Linked DNA regions of Sus scrofa: region 2 is linked to region 1. Evidence: chromatin contacts called from public HiChIP or PLAC-seq data. All regions are on one chromosome and are shown on one strand. Each heading gives the region's core, a stretch centred on a gene start, on an enhancer-like site or on the middle of the called end of the contact. The rest is flanking DNA. Distances are from core to core; before and after follow the strand shown.

What was found. HiChIP or PLAC-seq counts read pairs in DNA pulled down with a chosen protein or histone mark.
Region 2: an H3K27ac HiChIP or PLAC-seq map of alveolar macrophages shows a contact between it and region 1. The contact joins the enhancer-like site here to the promoter of STXBP5 in region 1. A contact is called at or near these places in 1 of 5 promoter capture datasets (liver), 6 of 47 Hi-C or Micro-C datasets (embryonic fibroblasts, fetal heart ventricle, heart right ventricle and 3 more) and 2 of 2 datasets of contacts at active chromatin or transcription factors (alveolar macrophages and skeletal muscle).

The regions. Positions count from the first base shown.
Region 1 is chr1:18,511,167-18,514,382 of Sscrofa11.1, forward strand. It overlaps STXBP5 (syntaxin-binding protein 5), which reads right to left and starts at 1,584. Exons shown (of 28, transcript XM_003480238.4): 1 at 1,105-1,584. The coding sequence starts at 1,254. LOC102160169 (a long non-coding RNA gene) reads left to right here and starts at 2,181. Exons shown (of 6, transcript XR_002338312.1): 1 at 2,181-2,707.
Region 2 is chr1:18,844,891-18,848,057 of Sscrofa11.1, forward strand. The region is part of intron 5 of LOC102160169 (a long non-coding RNA gene); the gene reads left to right. Among named protein-coding and RNA genes, the nearest start is that of ADGB, 180 kb to the right of the region's middle. Within about 2 kb of position 1,666, at least 69 of the 83 cell types and tissues checked have an H3K27ac peak or open chromatin away from gene starts, as enhancers often do. A contact at or near this core is called in alveolar macrophages, embryonic fibroblasts, liver and 3 more, where this site is marked.

The sequences.
Region 1 (3,216 bases), core at 334-2,833:
ATGAAATTTACATTAAACAAAACTTATGCAAGTTAAACCTGACACCCCCAAATTTGTGACCCCCCCCAAATCTATCTTAGTGCTACACCTTAATTTCTATTTTTCTATCATACTGGCATTCTATAGAAGAAAATTTCTTAATATTCTATTCTGCCTGAGAACAAATTAATAAAGTTTGCAGTGGTCAAAAATTCTGTAAATTCATTTTAAAATGCAATTCATGCTTTATTTCAAGCGTATAAACTTCATCATGACTTTGGATGCCAAATGCCAAGAACTGCTAAGGAAATGCTGTCATAATTACTTTAGGGAAGGATTCAGTAAAGCAGTTAGCAAACATCTATCTCAACATTTTCCAAGTGTAACAATGAAAATAAATAAAGCATATATTTTGCAATTTACTATTAAATCCTTAGTAATTTTAGGACACGAGGGCAAAAAAGTGTATTACGTTCTTTTAAGAAACTCTGACTTAGGAACGCGCCTGGTATTTATGAGGAAGGCAGATATTAAGACCAACACAAGTTTGTATTTCTCATTGAGCAGCTGGTGAATTAATTCGCTGCATCATTCTTTCTGAATTACAGACTGCTGTGACAGTTGTCGTGCCATTAACAAGCAAAAAAAAATCACAGTTCTAACTTTTTAACCAAACACCATGATAGAAGGACCCTGTGATTTCATATCTTAAGCCTCCTTTCACATTTTAAAGGGAAAGTAATAAGCAAAATATCTAGTTGAACAGGCTTGGCTGTTTGGTAAACAATATGCAATTGGCACCGCTCCCAAAAGAAACTTGGAAGTTGGTGAATTAGATATTAAAATGCTAAAATATAAAAAGGCACAAGACTAAGAATATGAATTAAAGGTCACTTTAACAGGTTAGAAGCAATGTTGAGACGACTGCTGCACGTGTAAAAAATCAACGAAAAGGAGTAAGATGATGTCAATCAACACAGCTCACCGAGCAAATGTTTGCTAGACGAGCGAGCCCTTTATTCGAGGTAGGATTGTTATCGGCGCTCAATACCTCGCACCCGCACGTAAAGCCCGAGCTGCCCCTAAAACGACCCCAATTTTCGCGGGACTGCGCGCTCCGTTCACCTTGCAAAGCTGGAAGTGCTCGGACTGGAGCGTTTCCTGGATCTCGGGCTCCCGGTTCCCAGGCGGGTGCTGCTGCTGCTGCTGCTGCGAGGCCGAGGACGAGCCCGCGGTCAGGCCGTCCAGCACCTTCCTGATGTTGAATTTCCTCATGGTCTCGGCGGGGTTCCCCCGCAGCCCGGGAGGGGAGGTAAGGAGCGTCCCCCGGCGTGGAGGGGGGACGAGCCCGGGCCGAGGGCAGCTTCCAGCGAGGACGCGGAGGAGTGGGAGGGAGTGGGAGTGTGAGGGGAAGGAGGCAGCTGGGGAGAAGCAAAAGATAATCCAGACAGGAAATACTGCGACGACGAGAGAGCCGCGGTCACCAGAGCCCCGGGCGGCGACCCTCTTCCTCCGAGGCCGCCGCTGTTCGCCGCGGCTGCTGTGGCGCCGCTTCAGCCGCCGCCGCCGCCGCCTCGCTCCGCGGCCCGGCGGCACAGCAGTGGCGGCGGCGCCCGGAGCCCGCTCCGCCCAGCCTCACCTGGCCGCGGGCTTACTCTGCGCCGCGCCGCCACCCCGGCTCGCCCCCGCCGCTGCCGCCGCGTCCATGGCCCGCGGCCCCGCCGCTCCACGCCCGCCCGGGCCCCGCAGTCCCTCGGCGCTTCCTCCCGCTCCTGCTCTTTCTCCTCCTCCCCGGGGTCGCCGGCTCTCGGTCCGCGGCCGCCGCGCCGGCTCCCTGCCGCTCAGCGCCTCTGCCCGCCGGGCATCGCACGCAGGGCGCCCGGGGTGGGTCCCCGCGCTCTCCGCCTCGCTCCTCCGCCGCTAGATCGGCCCGCCCTCGCTCCTTCTGAGCCCCGGCTGCCCTCTTCAGGCGCCGCCGCCGCCGCCCGCGCTCCCTCCCGGCAGCTCCCTTTCGCCTGACAGGGCGCCTCGACACACGGCGCCAACGCCCGCTCCGAGCAGCAGCGGCAGCCGCGGTTACAGCGCCCGCCGCGGCGGTGGTGGCAGCTGGGCCTCCGCGGACGGGGGCTCCTGAGCATGCGCGCAGCGCGCACCCACCTCCCCCTCCTCCGCCGCCAGAGTGGAGCTGGGGCTTAAATTATCCTCTGCGAAAATCCCAGACCGCGGCTAAATTTCTCCCATCTCAATCGCCCTGCTAGAGGATGCAGCTGCTTCTCCTGCAGCTGGGATAGTAAAAATGTTGACGACTAACGAGTAGCAGGAAACCTTTATTTCAGATTCGGTCATTAAAGCGGGGGTTTATGCTCTCACCCTTTAATGAGGTACACACTCCCGGCTACTGGCTGCAATATCGCTGTTGCTGCTTTATTGATGGGCTTTGTTTTGGATTGATTTGGCTTTGGATTTCGAAAAAGTGCGTCTAGACAAAGGTTATGTCTGTGGTAAGAGGATGGCAGACTTAGAGAGGTACTAGGAAAGGAGATAAACCCAGAGGGAGGAAAGCGTGGCCGTGGCCGGTAGCTTCTAGAGTGGGATGGTCTGCCAAAGGGAAAGCCTCCCCAGGGCTGGATATCTGCCCCGACGCTACGGTGGGCGGAGATGGGGGCGGGAGCGAGAATGGAGGTAAACACAGCTCGGACACTCATTTTCAGAACCTCCAATCTGCCAGGTAATGCTGATTATCCACTAAGTAGACCCCAGCGACTTCTCTACTCTTGCAAGGGAGGGAAGGATGAAGTTTTCGCTCAAACCTTTCCACTGCTTCACTGTCATAATCTCAGTTAGATGCTTGAAGGCAAATGTCTGGCTCAAGTTTGAAAAGGCAGAGAGATTCATATGAGCTGCGGGTACCATTTCCGGAGAGTGAGTTCAATAAAGAAAAGTGGATGGAAAGAAGAGGTACTTGATTAGGAAGGATTTAGAAACTAAGAAAAAACGTAAAGAAGGATGGAAACCCATGAAGACTAATTTTATTCGTAGGGGTGAGGTGGAAAGAGAGAACAAGCTCCCAAGCTAACAACTCTCTGCCTAAGATGGTCTTGAGCTACAGAGGGTTTTCAGAACCCAAATCAGAGGTACCCGCCCTCTTCTTTGTGATTGGTCCCCTCCTGCCCGCTCAGGGAAATTCTCATCCCGGTATTGGTCGATGTGACGGGCTTAAACCAACTACCCCTGGGC
Region 2 (3,167 bases), core at 416-2,915, 330 kb after region 1:
TATAGGATTTTTCTTAAGAAAATGCAAATGTATATAAAGATTATAATCCCAGTGATATATACCATTGTAAAATAAATGGAAATAGTTTTAATGTATATTCTTAAGGGATTAACTGAATGCATTATGCTATATTTATATGATATGTGATAAGAATACTATGCAGGGAGTTCCCATTCTGGCTTGGCAGGTAAGAACCTGACAAAGCCTCTGTGAGGATGCGGGTTCCATCCCTGGCCTTGCTCAGTGGGTTAAGGATGTGGGTTGCTGCAGGCTTTAATGTAGGTCACGGATGCGACTCCCACCTGGCATTGCTTTAGCTGTGGTGTAGGCTGGCAGCTGCAGCTCTGATTTGACCTCTAGCCTGGGAATTTCCATATGCTATAGGTGCAGCCGTTTAAAAAAAAAGTCTACTCAGGTATTAAACATGGTCACATTATATTAAATGAGGAAAACAACAGATTTTTAACCGATGTGTACATTATAACACTTTGTAGGAAGCATATCCAACATTAGGGGGGAAAGGCCATTAGTTCATACACTAAATTAAATGACAACATTTATCTCTAGGGTAGGGTATTATTTTATTCTCTTTATTTCCAGATCTGTATTTTTCTAATTTTCTACAATTAACATGTTTGGCTTGGACTTTTTTTTTTTTTTTTTTTTGCCTTACCCACGACATATAGAAGTTCCCTGGGCCAGGGACTGAAGCCCGGCCACCACAGAGACGACATGGGATCCTTAACCTGCTGCTATCCTTAACCTGCTGCTGAATCCACAGTGGGGACTCCCTTCTTATTTTTCTTTTAAAAATATTTTTGTAATTTCCCTTTGTGACATAATTAAAAAAGGAAAAAGATGAAGAAAGCAACCCTAGTTCTCTACTAGAAAGAAACGAATGCCTTTTCTCTCCCTTTAGCCAGTATCTTTCTTTAGAATATGGCAGCAAAAAAGATCATGGACACATTGGAGGGAAATTAAACACACACACACACACCACACACACACACCCCTTAAACGATAAAGCACTAACAAGATGCAAATGATTACAAAAGAGGAAAATCAAACAATATTCAGTTTCCTATTCCTTCTCTAAATTCAAGCTAAGTTCAGCAAGTTTGGGAAGTAATCGATTTCCTGCCTCTCTTTCAAAAACAGGCTGTATTTAACGCTGCAGCGAGGTCTGAGAAAGCGCTGGTAGCGCCCTTTGCTGCAGAATGAAGGGATAGAAAATGCAGAACAGGAAATTGCTACACACGGCACGTTAAGAACCTTGCGCGGTGAAGGCAAAAGCTGCCTATAATAACTTTTATCATTTGGTGAAAGAAAGGAAAGGAAGGGAGGGGAGGAGAGGGGAAGGGAAGGGAGGGAGAAAGAAAAGAAAGTCCTTTTAGGAAAACAAACAGGAGCACTGAGCTAGTGTCACCCGGTTCACAGGCAGCTGACAGCTGTACATAGCAGCAAGTCAACCAGAAGAACTACTGAGCCGTTTCCAAGGTTTCAAAGGAAGGAGGAAGGTCCAGAGAGCTCGTCCTCCCCTCTGGGAAAATGCGCCCGGGCCCCAGATGTGCCTCTCTCTTCCCGGACTCAGGTCTGCGTCAGCATCTGCAGGAGGGGCGGTCCCCGGGCCAGAGCATGCGCCCTGGGCGTTGCATAATCATCTTGGGCTGCCTCCCCACCTAGCGCTTGTCGGAGGCTCCCCCTGCTGGAAAAACCGGAAAATGATGCTCTCCCTGACCTGTCCTTGCCCCAGGCGCTCTCTGCATTTTAGGATGACCTCTCCCTTTTAGTCTTTCCTCTCTGCACCAGAAGGGAATTTTCTACAGAGAGAAGCAATGAATCTTAACCCTCTAGCACAAGGCATCCGCTGGAGCACCAGTCAGTAAACAGTTTCTGTAGGAAGAAGAGGTCATTATCAGGAGTTTCCTGACGCAGCTCTAGTTCTTGCCTTAAAGCCGTGCACTGAAGGATGGACAGGCCAGCCTCTCCTCTGACAGGAGAGGCCAGGCAGGGTTTCTTAGTGTCTGTGGGAACCTGAGGGGGCAGGTATACAGCATTCTCTTGCCTTTAAGCCCCCATCGTATCACAGAAACAGAAAGACCCTCATGCCATAGGGATTTCTAAATGTCTTTCCCCTTATTCCAGTCTCCACAAACCCCTTGTTACTCCTGTCAATTGCAGTGATCTCCCTAGATGTATAAGCTGTTGCCCTCATGTAGCCATAGGACTATCAGAGCTGCCAGGCTTTCCTCTAAATTGTCTCTTTTAAAGTTTTAGGACTCCTGAACTTGGCTAGGCTGAGCAGCACAAAATTTCCCATACCACTGTGCACTTTCTTTTTTTCTTTTTCCTTTTCTTTTTAGGGCCTTACCCATGGCATATGGAAGTTTCCAGACTAGGGATCTAGTTGGAGCTGCAGCTACTGGTCTACACCAGAGCAACACCAGATCCAATCAGCATCTGCAACCTACACCACAGCTTGCAGAAAGGCCTGATCCTTAACCCACTGAGTGGGGGGTCAGGAATTGAACCCACATCCTCATGAGTACTAGGGGGTTCCCTACCACTGAGCCACAATGGGAACTCCCACTGTTCACTTTCACTAGAAGAAGGTGATATCAGTTCTTGTTCAGCTGAGAAAAAGCTAATGATTCTGTCACCTTCTCTTCGCTCAGTTTGTGACAGATGTGACACATCACTCACCTGAGCTGTGGCTGAAGCATGAGATCACAGGGAGGGGAATGTTGTGTTGGCAAAGGGCGTGGTTGCCCGGAGTACGCTCTGAATCTGCGGAAATCCTGGCCATTTAATCTTGGCCCGAGTTATTCACGCTCTTGTCTTCTCATGGTTCGCAGTCCTGGCTGCCCTTTAGAATCACCCAAGGAGTTTTAAGAATCACGGATGCTCAGGGGTCAGAATAATTAGATCAGACTCTCTGGTAAGTGGAGCCAGAGCATCTGTATTTTTGCATAAGATTCTCAGATGACTACAAAGGTCAGCTGAGGCTTAGAACCCAACTGTAGTCTTGAGCTTCCCGGCTTGCAGGACACGATGTTATATAAGATAGGAACTCAGCCATGTTTGATAAATGAATGAGTGAGTGACTAAATGAATGAAGTCTGAGAAGGACGAAAACAGATGTATGGCAAATATGCTAAAAGATTGTG